Linked DNA regions of Zea mays: region 2 is linked to region 1. The links are chromatin contacts, called in public Hi-C maps. All regions are on one chromosome and are shown on one strand. Each heading gives the region's core, a stretch centred on a gene start, on an enhancer-like site or on the middle of the called end of the contact. The rest is flanking DNA. Distances are from core to core; before and after follow the strand shown. Region 1 holds the start of LOC100279304 (ammonium transporter 2). Region 2 holds the start of LOC100502077 (RING-H2 finger protein ATL66).

Evidence for each region. A called contact is a pair of places that touch in the nucleus more often than the background predicts.
Region 2: a Hi-C map of ear shows a contact between it and region 1, with 1.7 times the contacts expected there. The contact joins the promoter of LOC100502077 here to the promoter of LOC100279304 in region 1. A contact is called at or near these places in 3 of 25 Hi-C or Micro-C datasets (ear, leaf and tassel).

The regions. Positions count from the first base shown.
Region 1 is chr6:163,675,421-163,682,440 of Zm-B73-REFERENCE-NAM-5.0, reverse strand. It overlaps LOC100279304 (ammonium transporter 2), which reads right to left and starts at 1,572. Exons shown (of 3, transcript NM_001152325.2): 1 at 806-1,572; 2 at 109-394. The coding sequence starts at 1,432.
Region 2 is chr6:163,997,596-164,004,562 of Zm-B73-REFERENCE-NAM-5.0, reverse strand. It overlaps LOC100502077 (RING-H2 finger protein ATL66), which reads right to left and starts at 1,790. Exons shown (of 1, transcript NM_001196612.1): 1 at 977-1,790. The coding sequence starts at 1,609. The coding sequence ends at 1,079.

The sequences.
Region 1 (7,020 bases), core at 323-2,822:
CAGAGGACGCGACCCGTGAAATGAAAATATTAAGTTTCTGGGACGTACGGTACGGAGAGGGAAAATTAAAGGCCGTACGGGAGGGGGAGACCGGTGGTTCTTTTTTACCTGCTCCGGGGGTGATGCAGACGAGCCCCGTCATCATGCCCTGCACGGCGCCGATCACGGACGGCTTGCCGAAGAAGATGACGTCGAGGCAGGTCCAGGTGAGGAGGCTGGTGGCGGCGGAGACGTTGGTGTTGAGCACGGCCACGGACGCCGCGATGTTGGCGGCGTAGGGCGCGCCGCCGTTGAACCCGGCCCAGCCCATCCACAGCAGCCCGCCGCCCGCGATCATCAGCAGGATGTTGTTCGGGGAGAAGCGCTCCCGGTCGCTCTTCAGCCTCGGGCCCACCTGTCGGAAACACACAAAAATTTCAAATCAACGGCCACCGTCGGTTAAAGTTGTTAGCTTTTCTGGCGCGCAGCCACCACACCATGGTTGTCAAACGGGGCGGGGGAAAAAGAATACTCCTATCTGCAGCCGGACGCATTAATTTCTGACTTTGAATCTAGTCTAGACACACGCTGCTTGCTGATGGTTCTATTATTGTGCTGTGATGCAGGCAGTGCGTGCATTCCCACTGTCTATACTGAATAATGTCTAGTACTACACAGTCCACACCTACTGTACGACCTACCAAACACGTTACCCAAACCCGAGCCGCCGGAACAGAGTGACGTCACCGACGTGGGATGGGGAATTGGGATCGATCGCAGCGTGTTTGGATGGGATCTGGCTATTTGTTAGGCGCAAGAAACGTACCCAGTATGCGGCGGTGAAGCCGGCGATGCCGGAGGAGAGGTGGATGACGTATCCGCCGGAGTAGTCGATGACGCCCCAGTGGTAGAGGAAGCCGCCGCCCCAGATGCTGAAGGCGCCGACGGTGTAGGAGAAGAGGAGCCAGAGCGGGGTGAAGGCCATCCAGGCCTTGATGTTCATGCGGCCAAGCACGGAGCCGGCCAGGAGCACCAGCGTGATGGCGGCGAACTCGAACTGGAACAGCACCAGCGTCGCCTCCGGGTACAGGGGCTCGGTGCGGGGCGTGGCCCCGTGCGCGGTCGCCGAGAGCGAGGCGCGCCGGACCAGGTAGCCCTGGGAGAGCGCCACCCCGGCCTTGCCCCAGAACGGGAGCAGCCGCTCCCCGAACGCCATGCGGAACCCCGCCAGCACCCACACCAGCAGCGACGACGCGTAGGCGTACAGCGCCATGAACGCCGAGTTCACCGCCCACTTCTTCTTCACGATGCTGCCGTACAGCACCACCAGCCCCGGCATCGACTGGATGCCCACCAGCGTCGCCGCCGTCAGCTGCCACGCGTTGTCGCCCTTGTTCAGCCACTCCGGCACCGCCGGGAGTTGCGCCGCGTACGCGCCCGACGCCGCCATCATGCTTCGATCGGTGGTGGCTATCGCTACTATGCTATGCTAGCGCGCGCGACCATTTATATGGGTGATTTAGCTGCTTCCTGCCTTCATGAACTGCTGCTTCATCTGCGATTAATTATGCTAGTTAACCAAGTGGATCATAATTGGACGGCCGGGCTCGGAGGGGAGTTCGTGAGCGGCATGAAGCGACCAATGGGATTGCGAGCCGAAGAGACACACAAACACGAAAGTCTGTCGCTGTCACGAATGGCACACGGTATGCGGCGTGTTGCGTAGAGCGCTTTTCCATTCTTTCCCTTCTGCCGCCACAGACGCCTTCAGACTGTTCTGAAGAGATGACAAGAACATGGTCGTTCCATTCCATATAGCGACTTGAATTGTTTTTAGTAGTATGGCCATCTTGTCATTTCTATGCTTGTTAATATATACTAGAGCTAGAGGAGATTCAAGTCGACGAATCAAACCTAAAACGGAAGGCACGTGGAGCACGGAATGTAAAGGTAATGAAACGAGGTTAGGCAGACTCGAGCAGCGCACGGCAAAAGGGTCGATAGCTTATATACGGAGAAAAAAAATATTCTATATACTTCAAGTAGCGTTTTCTAAAACGTTCTCTAAATGTTTCTCGGTCCTCTATATATAAAAATTATCTCTGTTCTCTATATTTATTTTTAACTTAAATAATAGATTAAGCAAAATAAAACATTTGATGGTATAACAAATCTGTATATATAAAATATAGAACAAAATATATCTCTAATATGAGTATTTAACGTATAGAAGAAGAGATAAGGAGGACGCTATTAGAGAGAAATCATATATAGAAGAGAGAATCTTTTAAAGTAGACTATAAGACCGTATTCAGCAATTCACCTATATAATCATCCAAAATCCGGTTTTGCCCTTTAGACTTTACTGTTTGTAGAGTGGAGTTTAAATATGTGGATGGGGATAGATAAACTGCTAGAGATAGTCTAAAGAAGGGATATAGAGGACAATGCTGGATATTGACTTAGAAAGGAACCTCTCGCTGTAAAAAAATTGTTATATATATAGTAATTTAATTATATCTCTAATGTGAGTATTTAGCGTAAAGAAGGGTTCCAACCCTATTATATCATGACATTTTTTAGTAATATTAAGACAAGAAATGAATTACTCAAATATAAATGCTCAAAGTAAAGAAGGGTCAGAAATAATGGTGTTTTGTAGAGGTATCAGAGAGTCGTTGCTACCTACTAGTCCTTGTTGAAGCACCGATGCAATGATGGTGCTCCCCGATGATTCTTCACCGCTCCAACATGGTGAATTATCGACAACCATTTACACCTTGAGTTGGGTCACCCACAATCTCTACCAGGTGATCACCAAACTTCTTATCACCACCAAATCGTCTAGATGGTGTCGATCACCTAGAGTAACAAGTACAAACTCTCACTTGACCCAACAAATGCTACTTAGAAAGGTTGATGCACACTTGCTACTCTCAATGCACCAATGAGGCCACTAATCTCGTGATTATCAAATCTCAATTACCTCATTAGGTAAAGTTTCTCCCTTTCACTTTAATAGATTTCTTCAGCTAAATAAATGGGTAAGAGAGTTCAAATGAATGATATGAATAGGTGTATATAGCCCCAAGGCAAGAAACTAGTCATTGCCCCTCCACTTAATTTTCAGAGGGGCACCAAATATGTCTAGTGCACACCTACCTACTGCACTAGACAGGTTGAAAAAATGTATGGTTTTGGTAATTGAGACAACTACTGGACTAACCTCTACTCTAAGAATTGTGAATGAGATAGATTAAAGTCCACATCCAAAGGTTGAGCATGATTGGTAACCATGAAAAGGATGGTGATAGCCATAAAGAACGATCAAGTGTTCAACATGGAAAGAGGAAGAAAAAGGCAAGATGTAAGAGCTCAAGGAAAATGTATAAGCTAGAACATTTTGTTTTATCAATCAAGATGCAATAGAGTGCATGATCGGATTTAGAAGATGGACGTACTATTGAGAGGAGAGTCTAAGTGGACAGCTCAGTCATCTAGTGCCACTAGGTGTTGGATAATACGCATTGCATATAGGCCTAAGTGACACACATGAGAGCGAGCAAAAGTATTTTATTGAAAATACTTTGGAAACTCTATCTAGGTTCTAACATATTTGGCAAAACATTTGAGAGCTAGCACATTAGGAAGAGAGAAGGAAATGCTTTGGTATAGATTTTTAGAGTGCACCAAACATGTCTAGTGAGGCACCGAACATGGCATCGGATTTGTCTTCATCCTCTTTTCACTTCATAGTTCTCAAGCGAGCACCATGGTGTCTAGTGTGCACTGGATAGGGTGCATCAGACATGTCTAGTGAGGCATCGAATGGCCCACTAAACAAAGAACTCGGAGAGTGTCAAACACACACTTCGGCTCTATAAGGCATCAGATGTGTCTAGTGTGGCATTGAATACCACATCAGATAGGACACTCAAACAGCATATAGAAGTGTACATTTCAGCTTATACTCACCGAACACGATGACTTGTTCGGTGACTGCAACAGACACTTTACACAATTAATGGCTAGTTTATAGTATTTTGACATATAGACATTAGATGGACATTTCTTATGTCTCGTGTAGTACCTGGTGGTGCACCAAACATGTTCAGTAACCCCGAGTTTAGTTTTTTGAAAGGTAACAGTTAGATTCCCTTATAAGGCTATAAATAGACCCTATGGCCAGCCTTGGATAGCATCCCTTGATCACTAACACTTGCATACACCTCTTGAAGCTTGTAATGCTAATTAGCGTGTGAATCGTGTAGCTTGGACTCTCCATAACAAGGACGTAGGTTGCCAGCAGACAACCAAACCTTATGGATAAAAATTTGTCATCTCATGCCACGTGTGATTTGCACTCTAAACTAGTATTGGAATTACACGCTCTTATTGTATTATATTAGTTCAGCTAGTTTGTATACTTTGTAAGCTTTATCTCTATCTTAGTGAGTAGCTTATCTTCTTCGTATAATTCTTTTACAAGCTACTAGTTTAATTAGAGATAACCTAGAGTAGATTGGATTTAGAGCAAGTAAACACTTTCATATATTAAAACATCTTAGATCTAGTTGTAATTGTAAGTTTTTGTAGAATAGTTTTTATAGGCTATTAACCCCACTTTAGCCATCTAGGTCCTATGAATTGATACAAGAGCAAGGACACTATTGTTTCTAGGCTTAACATTCTATGATGAAAAATATGGCTATTAACCATGTAGTCAAACCTCCACATTTGACTGGTACAAATTACGATTATTGGAAAAAGAGGATGTGTTTACACTTAAAATTTATGATTAGAAAAATATGGGGGTGTTGTGAATAATTCTATTGTCTCTTGTGACAGTTGCTTGAGTTAAATTGAAGAAGATCAAATTCGTTAGTAGTTGTCTTTGTTAGCACTCTATTGCGTTTAAGTAGTTGCTATTTTGTGTGCTTGAGTGAAATCAACTAGAGAGATAGCAACTAGAATCGTGTAAGGGGCTTGCAATTGAAGTCATAAAAACACTAAAGTCTAAAAAAAATAGGGCAAAAATAGAATTACACAATAAAACAGGGGCAATGGTGCAATTGTCCCTTATGTTTTTTATCAAGAATTAACACCGATAAATACAACAAACGGAGTAGGAGGCATATAACAACTTGTTTGAAGAAACAGGGGCAAGTACGCAAAGTCTAAAAAAATAGGAACAAATCTGCAGACACCCTAAAACATGGACACTAACGCTTTTGCCCCTATAAAGATTGATATAATTTTATCAAAAAGAGAGCATCACACTAGACGATTGAAGTTCAGTCGATATCATCTAAATATTAGGTAGTTGATGGCTTTACAGAAGCTCGGTTATATAAAAATTTTCAGCATAATCTTAACTTGCATAGATAGTAATCTAAATGGGCTTATAGATGAAAAGCTTAGAGATAAACCTTATATGATGGTTATAACCGATATAAATTTTTATTGTGATCCAGTGCTATAAATATATATAGGTCTATAAATATAGGTCATAGACTTGTAACACGCTAATATATTTTTATAATGCGCCTATGGCCGGCCATGCATGCGGCTGACGTAAGAAGGTGACGGAGTTTTTGCGAACTTATTAGGCTATGCGCAGAGAGACGGACCGTAAATGCCTCCCTACTCAGATCGAGTAACGTTTGCAGTAAAAAAATCCTGCAGCGGTGAACTGTAAAGCCCACTGGAAACATACGGTTGGCAACGAAAACCTCACATGTAGCGTACCATTTTCTCCTACTGAAAATTCTCTCTCCTCCTCCAATTGGCTGGCATTAATAGGGTGAGGATAAAAAAGTGTAAGGAAAAATGATAGAATATGGAGTAGTTGGTATAGGGTAGATATTTAGGGTGAATATGAACGCGGAGTATTATAGGATAGAGTAGAGAATCTCGCTGACCAGGATGAAATATTTCTTTTAGAGTAGAAATTTAGGGTTCCACGAGTGCGGATAGTCTTAGTACTTGCAGTGAGCACCGTGCCTTCTCGGAATCTGCTGCTTCCCTTGTGTGTAACTGTATACTTGTCGAGGTCGCTGTTGACAGTGACTAGTGAACATACACATATATACACGACTTCTAGACTATATAGCCACGTTGCGTTGATCTACACTTCTACGGAATTGGACAGCGAACAAGTGTACGGACTTCTAAAGCCGAAAGGCCTACGCAGTTTCATGGAAATAGATAGATTATATACACTTGGCATCCATGCTTATGGTCTTGCCGGCATGACAAACCAAGACGGCCCCGTGAGCTGAGATTAATTTGTTGCGCTCGTATGAACTCAGGACATCTAAATGAGACAGCGGCTTATTTGAACCTCAACTGGTTACGCAACCTGTTCGAATTGCTACAGCTGTTCAGATTACTGCAAGCTGTAATACATAGAGATAAAATACTATAAAAATCGCAGCCGCAGTCGGATTAGGACATATTTAGTTTCCTAACTAAGGCGTCACAATATATCTAGCTTTAGTTGTTCGAATTAAAAAACTAAACTTAGTCATAAAAAAATAATAAAAAAATAGATACGTTGTGACGCTTAGCAAACAAGCTGACAGACTGGGTAGAGGATGCCCTCGGAGCGCGATCATATTTATCGTGTCTTGACTCCAATGCCCAACGAAATAGGGCAATATACACCATGTAAAGGAATGAAGTGACCGTGGTGAACAACCTGGGTGGTCATTAATCGCAATGGGTACGGTCTATTTTATAATAAATCCCCGTGGCCCCATAAAATTTTCTAACCACAATCTGACTAGCTATACGGCTCCAATTCGCCAGTCCTCTATACTCTTGCAAGTTGGAACAGGTGAGGCATACGAATGCATGCATGCTGTGGCAAACAGCCGAAAGACTAGACTACTAGAGCGGCGACCAGAAGATCCCTCAAAGCCACCAGGTGTACACCAGCTAGGACACTCACCGGAGCTAAGATGCGGGGAGACATGTCCACCATCATCATATACCGAGTAATAAAGCCAACTAAACTTCTACCGGTACCACAATAAAGTA
Region 2 (6,967 bases), core at 541-3,040, 320 kb before region 1:
ACCTTTTTCAGGTTTTCCTCTCTCTGACCCTGAAGAGTGTTTGAAGAAGAACAGTTCCAAGGCCAGTTTGTTTCCAGGGTGCCGCAATCTCCGACGTCCATTGTGCGCTGCGCTGCTAGTAGTTTGCCGAGTTGTGGCCTTTAGATTTTATTTCGCTTGTGTTGTTTGTGGCCTTCCAGTTATGCTCTTCTTTAGACTTTACCCAGCTGTGCTTTTGTCGGAAAAGAAAGAAAGAAAAAGAAAACATCTCAATCAAACAACTTACTCAATTGTGTCCAGACCTCTGGCTAGCTTGAGATATTTTTTGAATTAGGAATACACAACTAAAAAAAAATGTAGTAGCTGTAGTACCCCCTAAACCTTGACCTAAATAAAGAAGAACAGCACCATCGATAGTACGAAATCTTGATGCTAGTGTATTTTTTTTTCTAGAACATGTTCATCCCTCCACCTCGCTAGACCATAATTAGATGTACTACTAATATGACTTTAACAATAGGAACAATATATTTAGTTCATGTAGGGCAGAGATATTTGCAAATGCCACTTCTACGGAAGTGCTGTGCTCTGTGGAATCGAAAATAAACACATGGGCATAACATAATCATCGTGTAGTAGTAGTAATACACCGGTACTAGAGAACTTTACGCTAAAACATAGTAGTAGATTCGACCTGAAGCACCACATCGTACCTTAAAATTCTCTCTGGTTATAAATACTCAAAAGCTATGTACAGCTTACACCACTTTTCTCTTGCACTGGTGAGTGGAGAGCCTTGCGCCACAGAGAAACCCCCCGCCCGGCTGATTTGGTCAGGTGACCGACCCCACGCCTGCCTCCAAACAACTCGTCGGACTCGGAGGGCAGCGGCACGCCACGCCACGCCATTGGTGATCAGGCCCTAATAAACCAAGGCTTCTTTAGTCTTTACAAACGCACTCACAACGAGTAGATCTGACGCGGTCTTGGCGGCCGCTATCATTAACTAGTGCGCTGATTTAAAAGCCCGCGGGTGTCGAGGGACGCTGGTAGCTGGGCCCGCTTGTCATGCGACGATCGAAGCGCCTGGCGTTGGCACTCAGACGGCGTCCTTGGCGGCGGCGGCGGCGAGGAGGCACCGGCAGAGCGGGCAGCTGGGCTGGGACCGGAGCCAGGCGTCGACGCAGTCCGGGTGGAAGCAGTGGCCGCACGGCGGGAGCACCTTCACCTTCTCGCCGGCCAGCAGCGCGCTGATGCAGATGGAGCACAGCGCCGCCGCCGGGTCGTCGTCGCCGGCCTCCCCTCGGAGGCGCGGCGACGCGGGCGGGCGGTACAGCGTCACGGGCAGCCCTCGGATGGCGTCGGCGTCGAGGCCGGGGAGCGACGGCGCTGCGGCCGACGACGGGGAGCTGGCGTCCGCCTCCGGGTCGTCGGGCGCGTGGCGGCGGTGGCACCTCCAGCGGAGGTACAGGCACAGCGCGACGAAGAAGACGACGGCGCACAGCAGCCCCACCAGCAGCGGCACCGCGCGCCCGTGCACCGCGAAGTTGCTGTCGCCCACGTCCCCGTACCGCCACCGCATCACCACCTGCGGGCTCCCGCCGCCTGCTGCGGCCTCCTGCGCTGCCATTGTTCGGCACACACCGCTGCCGCTCGCTCACAATATGTGGCAGAGGTGCATGGGACGACGACGACGACGGGGAGAAGCAGAAGGAGCGTCGTCGATCGGTAGCTACTCGCTCGCTCGTGTGTGGTCAAGCTAGGCGGGCGGTGGCGTGTGGTTCGCCGAGGCTGGCGACCGGGCGCGGCCTGAGCGATCACGGTCGCGGGGGTGGCAAGTGCGATGGGGGTGTGGTTATAAAATTTGAAAGCGCCCGGTCCGGTCACTTTTAGGGCTTGTTCGGTTAGCTCCCAATCCACATGGATTGAGTGGGATTGGATGGGTTTAAATCCCAACTAAGTCAAACTCTTTCTTAATTTTTTCCAATCCCATACAATCCATGGGTAACGGGATTAACCGAACAAGGCCTTAAGGTTGGCGAGAGGGCGGAGGCTACCGCGCGCGCCAGAGCCGTCAGCCAGTGGGGTAATGAACCAACAAAAGCCTCGATCCAAACTGACGGCCAAATTGCAAAGTGGCAACAGCGAATGAGCGCTAAATTAAATGGACGGTAAGAATCTCTGGAACTTGATTTGAATTTGAGCGGGGAATAACAGAGATTAATTAAAACTTTGGCTCCAACAATATTGTATCCATGCCGACTGCAGTCATCAGTCCGGCAGTCGGCGTGCCGACGGAACGGGACGGTCGGGTCTCTGTCTGGCTCGTTGGACTGTATCCGGCATGGTTCGTGCGTGGCTTCGTTCTCAGCATGTAGCTCCAAAGATTCGGTCGCTGGTTAGGCTAGAGTTTGGATCTGTAACAGTCACGGTAGACTTGTAGGCGTAAAACTGTACTAGCATGTAGGACTGTTCCGCCGTGGCCGGACCACGGTCAATGCATTCAGGCGAACAATTCCGACCTCCATGGCTCCACCTCCGCTGACTCGACCAGCTGTGAATCGGCACAGGTAGGCATGTGTACATGTACATGTACACGTGGACGGGCGTTTGATCGAGGTCGCTGTCCGTTGTGCCTACAAAACGGGTCTAATACGACAAGGCAACGAATGCAATACACCGCCGCCGAACAGGGCCACGCCTTGCCTTGCCTGGGCCCCCACTTCCTAGGGGCCGTCCCAGTGCATATAGGACCTAGTCTAGCGATAGCTAATAGACAACCAAGTAACGAACGTAAATACGCTAGGGCACGCCGCATTCGCAGTTCCACACACACACACGCGCGATCATCAGAATTCAGGCATCAGACGTTTTGCGCCACAACAAATGCTAGAGCTCAGCGTAGTAGGCAGCAGGCTGTCAAACAAGGCAAACAACATCACCACATGTCACAGGGCTGTAGGGGCACAACATATTATTTATTTCTTAAATATTAATCCATGAATGATAAACCAATACTAGCATGTGTATAACAACTGACATATAACTTATATACATGCATTCTTTTCAATTTCTCTAACAGGTAATTACGCTTAACAAATTACATAAATCAATTTATTTTATTGAAGCCATCATCGATGGTTTTGCATCTAGACAACATTTTCTAAAGCGATCTCTACAATATATTTGGGGTAATAATTTCTCCTATTTTTTAAACCACTCCATTTTTTATTATGATACATAATAATAAAAAATAGCTTTTATGGTATTAGGGTCTTCATTAATAAATCTCACTCTGGACCCCTCAATAAACCACCCTGCCGCCGAATGCAGATAGATAGACGTGGTCCGTCGTCATGGTCTTCCGATCCGTGCATATATGGTTCCCGGCCCCCGAACGTCTACCGTGGCGCGCACACACACCAACACCACCAAATTAAACAAAGGAAAGCTCTTCAAGTTCCGTGCTGATGCAAACTGTGCGTGCAATGCATGCATGCGTGGTTGTCTGTCGATCTGTGCGTTCCAGTAGTTGACGCACACGCATTTTTTTGGGCAAAGGCTTTCCACGGCAGGCCGGATCGACATCGACTGCTGGAAAACAAAGGCTGCAGGAGCTACGGAGAACCCACCGCGTATGGTACGCGCCTGGTACGTGCCTGAGACATGCGACGCTGCGTGCAAAAGAAAAAAAAAAGTGCAACCCACCGCGCGCGGTGTGCATGGTCTGGCGACGCAGGTGCAGGGCCGTTCCTGACTTTTGAGGGGCCCGGGACAAGATTATAAACGTAGGCCCCAACACCATAAAAACTATTTTTTACTATTATATATACTCCCCCGTTTCGTTTTAGTTATCGCTGGATAGTACAAAATTGAACTATCCAGCGACAACTAAAAAGAAACGGAGGGAGTATCAACTAATTATACTTGATGTACCACAGAAAGACTTTAGCAGTAAAAAATATAAGTAAGATTATTACCTTAAATATATTTTAGAGATCAATTTAAAAATGTCTTCTAACATTTCTAGATGCAAAATCATCAATGATGGCTTCAATATTTACATCATCTAATAATTTCTTCTCAATACATAAAGTTGCTAGCCCGTCTAACCTTTCTTGAGACATTGCAAACCTTAAATAATTCTTCAATAACGTAAGCTTTGAGAAGCTCCTTTCAGCTGATGCCACAGTTATTGGTATAGTAAATAATATTCGATAAGCAACAAATATATTGTGATAGCAATCCATTCTCCTAACAAACTCAAAAATATATTGATATAGTAAATAATATCCGTTTCTATCCTATATTCTTATTGGACTTTGTGTGCTGTGGGGCCCCTGTGAGATGGGGCCCAGGTCGGCCGCCCCTCCCGCCCTACCTCAGGCACGGCCCTGCGCAGGTGGAAGCGAACGCTGGCATATAGCTAGCTCGCGCTCACAGAGATGATAAGGCTGAAGGCACAGAGAAAAATATAGATCGCGCCATGGGACCCCTTCCTGCCCAGGCCTGAGTGCGGGTCATCCATATCAACTAGCGGCAGAAATCACCATATCTTTTTGCCAACGCCACCCACGGGATCAATCCTATCCCGTCAATAAATTATTCACGCTAACAACGACAGGGGCACGCCGCTGCGAAAGGACTAATAGTATAGCCCAGGCACCGTGACTTGCGAAAATATCCTGCAGCGGCATGGCAAGATGGGACGCCGCTTTCCGTGCTTTTTATGGTCGTGTAGTGCAGTAGCGCCGGACACTGCCGGTGGTGAGAGCCTTGCCTGTGTAGTAGTGTATAGAGGACTGCAGGCTGTCGATCGGGTGGTCGTTCGTGCGCGAGGGCGAGGCGCACGCGGCCCTGCCGATGCCGCATCCGGCAAGCGGCCATGCATGCGGTGCGGCGGATGAAAGCTCAAAGCGGCGCTCGTTCCAGCAGGGCATGCATGCAAAAGCGCCCGTGTCCTGGGCAGCATCGCACCACTACCCACTACCCAGCCATCCCAGTTGATGTACGTGCAGGCAGGCAGGTAGTACGTACCTTCTATCTCCTGCAAAAGCACACATGCGTGCACATTGCCACACCACACCACACTGGGCAATCGACGGATCGTTGTGCGATCCGGCGGTGGATCCGTCGTCCTTTTGTTGGGCGGCTGCTGCTGCTGCCTTGTGCCCTGCTGCTAGCTGACCGCCCAGCTAGCGGCCGGCCATCCATGATGGCTGATGAGATGAGGATTGGGAGGGCGGATGCGGATTGCGGGTTTGCGGCCCACTGGATCTCTGCTCCCAGTCCCAGCACACAGTGCACAGCTGACGAGGAGATGGACGACGAGACGCGTTGATCTTGCCTTTCAGATCCAAAGATGTGACGGTGAGTGCATGTCCGATGTGAAAGCTATAGCGTCTGGCCACTGCTGCACGATGATGGCCCCCCGTTGAGTAGAGTAGCCCGGTGGATGGCCTGACGGGTCGCGTCAGTGCGTGCCGGGAGGATGCATGGCAACGGCAGGTGATTGATGAGATCATATGGACCAAGACCAACGCAACGCCTCATCTATCGGCTATCGCTGGTACAGGATACAACTTGTTCATCCACAGGAGGGCAAAAGCCGAAAGTGGCCAGACAGGGTCATTTCACCTTTTAATACTTGCTCAGTTAGGGATGGATTGATAAAGATTAGAAGAGATTAAATTCCCTTCTATCTAAATTTGAATAAGATGAGATCCCTCTAATCTCTCTCAATTCACTTTAATCCGAACAAGCCCTTAGTACGAAGCAGCATTGGATCTGCTCCGGCTTGCCTTGGATTGAGATGATGGACCCCTTAGGCTGGTCAGGTTTTTCGTTCATCCTAGACGATCCTACAGAGAGGCAGGATGTGCAGGCACTTAACGAGCTACTTACTGATCGAAGTGGGGAGGCGACTCCAGGCGGTGCTCACCGAAGCCTAGGTCGGTTTATCCAAGTTCTGTGTGTTAGAAATATGACCTAGAGATAATCATAGAGATGAGCATATTTCTTTGTATCCATGATATATATATTGCTTAATTGAATATCCATGGAAGGCACCTTGTATTGATTAGCAATTATGTGAATTGTTTGTGAGATTCTTTACTTATATGGTTATTCTAAATGATGTCCCTAGTCAGAGTCGATGACTAGCACATGTATTAGTTGATAACTACATTTCACAAGTCATGAACATGGAGATGTTAAATTAATAATGTGGGCGCATGTATGACATGAGACTGGACCGACCCAACGTGAGATATTGTAATATAGTTCTCTTCTTGCAACATGAATACTGTATCCTTAGACCTGAGATTGTCGCATGTTCTCAAGATGTGAATTGACTTACTTAGGGACTATCAAACGCTATCCCGTAACTGGGTAGTTATAAAGGTAGTTTTGGGTTTGTCAGGAAGCATGCTATGAGGCATGGTCAGTCAAGATGGAATTTGTCCCTCTCTTTTTGAGAGAGATATCTCTGGGCCCCTCGAGTGACTGGATCAAGAAATGCATGGCCGTGCTAGGGTTAAGAGTTAACCATTGAAAGGATTCCAATTCACAGTATCGAGAAAGAGAGGTCAGCTTAGAGTCAGACCAAATATCGTGAGACAAAGGGAACAGCATGTACTTAATGTCGCAATGGTTCGTCTGATATGATCTTTACGTACACATAGGAGTTGACATGTCTTGCTAGAGGCCGCTGTCAATTATTGGGCCAAGTAAGAGTACTCGGGCTATGTCTATTTGTACGTGAACCTATAGGGTCACACACTTAAGGGGAAGGAAGCCTAATTCGGATTAGATCCGAAATTAGACTGGGCTTTAGGGTTAATGATGGGCCTCGGCGTCAGAAGCCCACCATAACGCCTATATAATGAGGGGCGGGGGCGCGGTTAAGAGATAACCTAATTCGCCACCAGCGAACTAACAGCCTCCGCCCACCTCTCGCCCTCGCCAAGCCGCCGTCGCGAACCTAGCA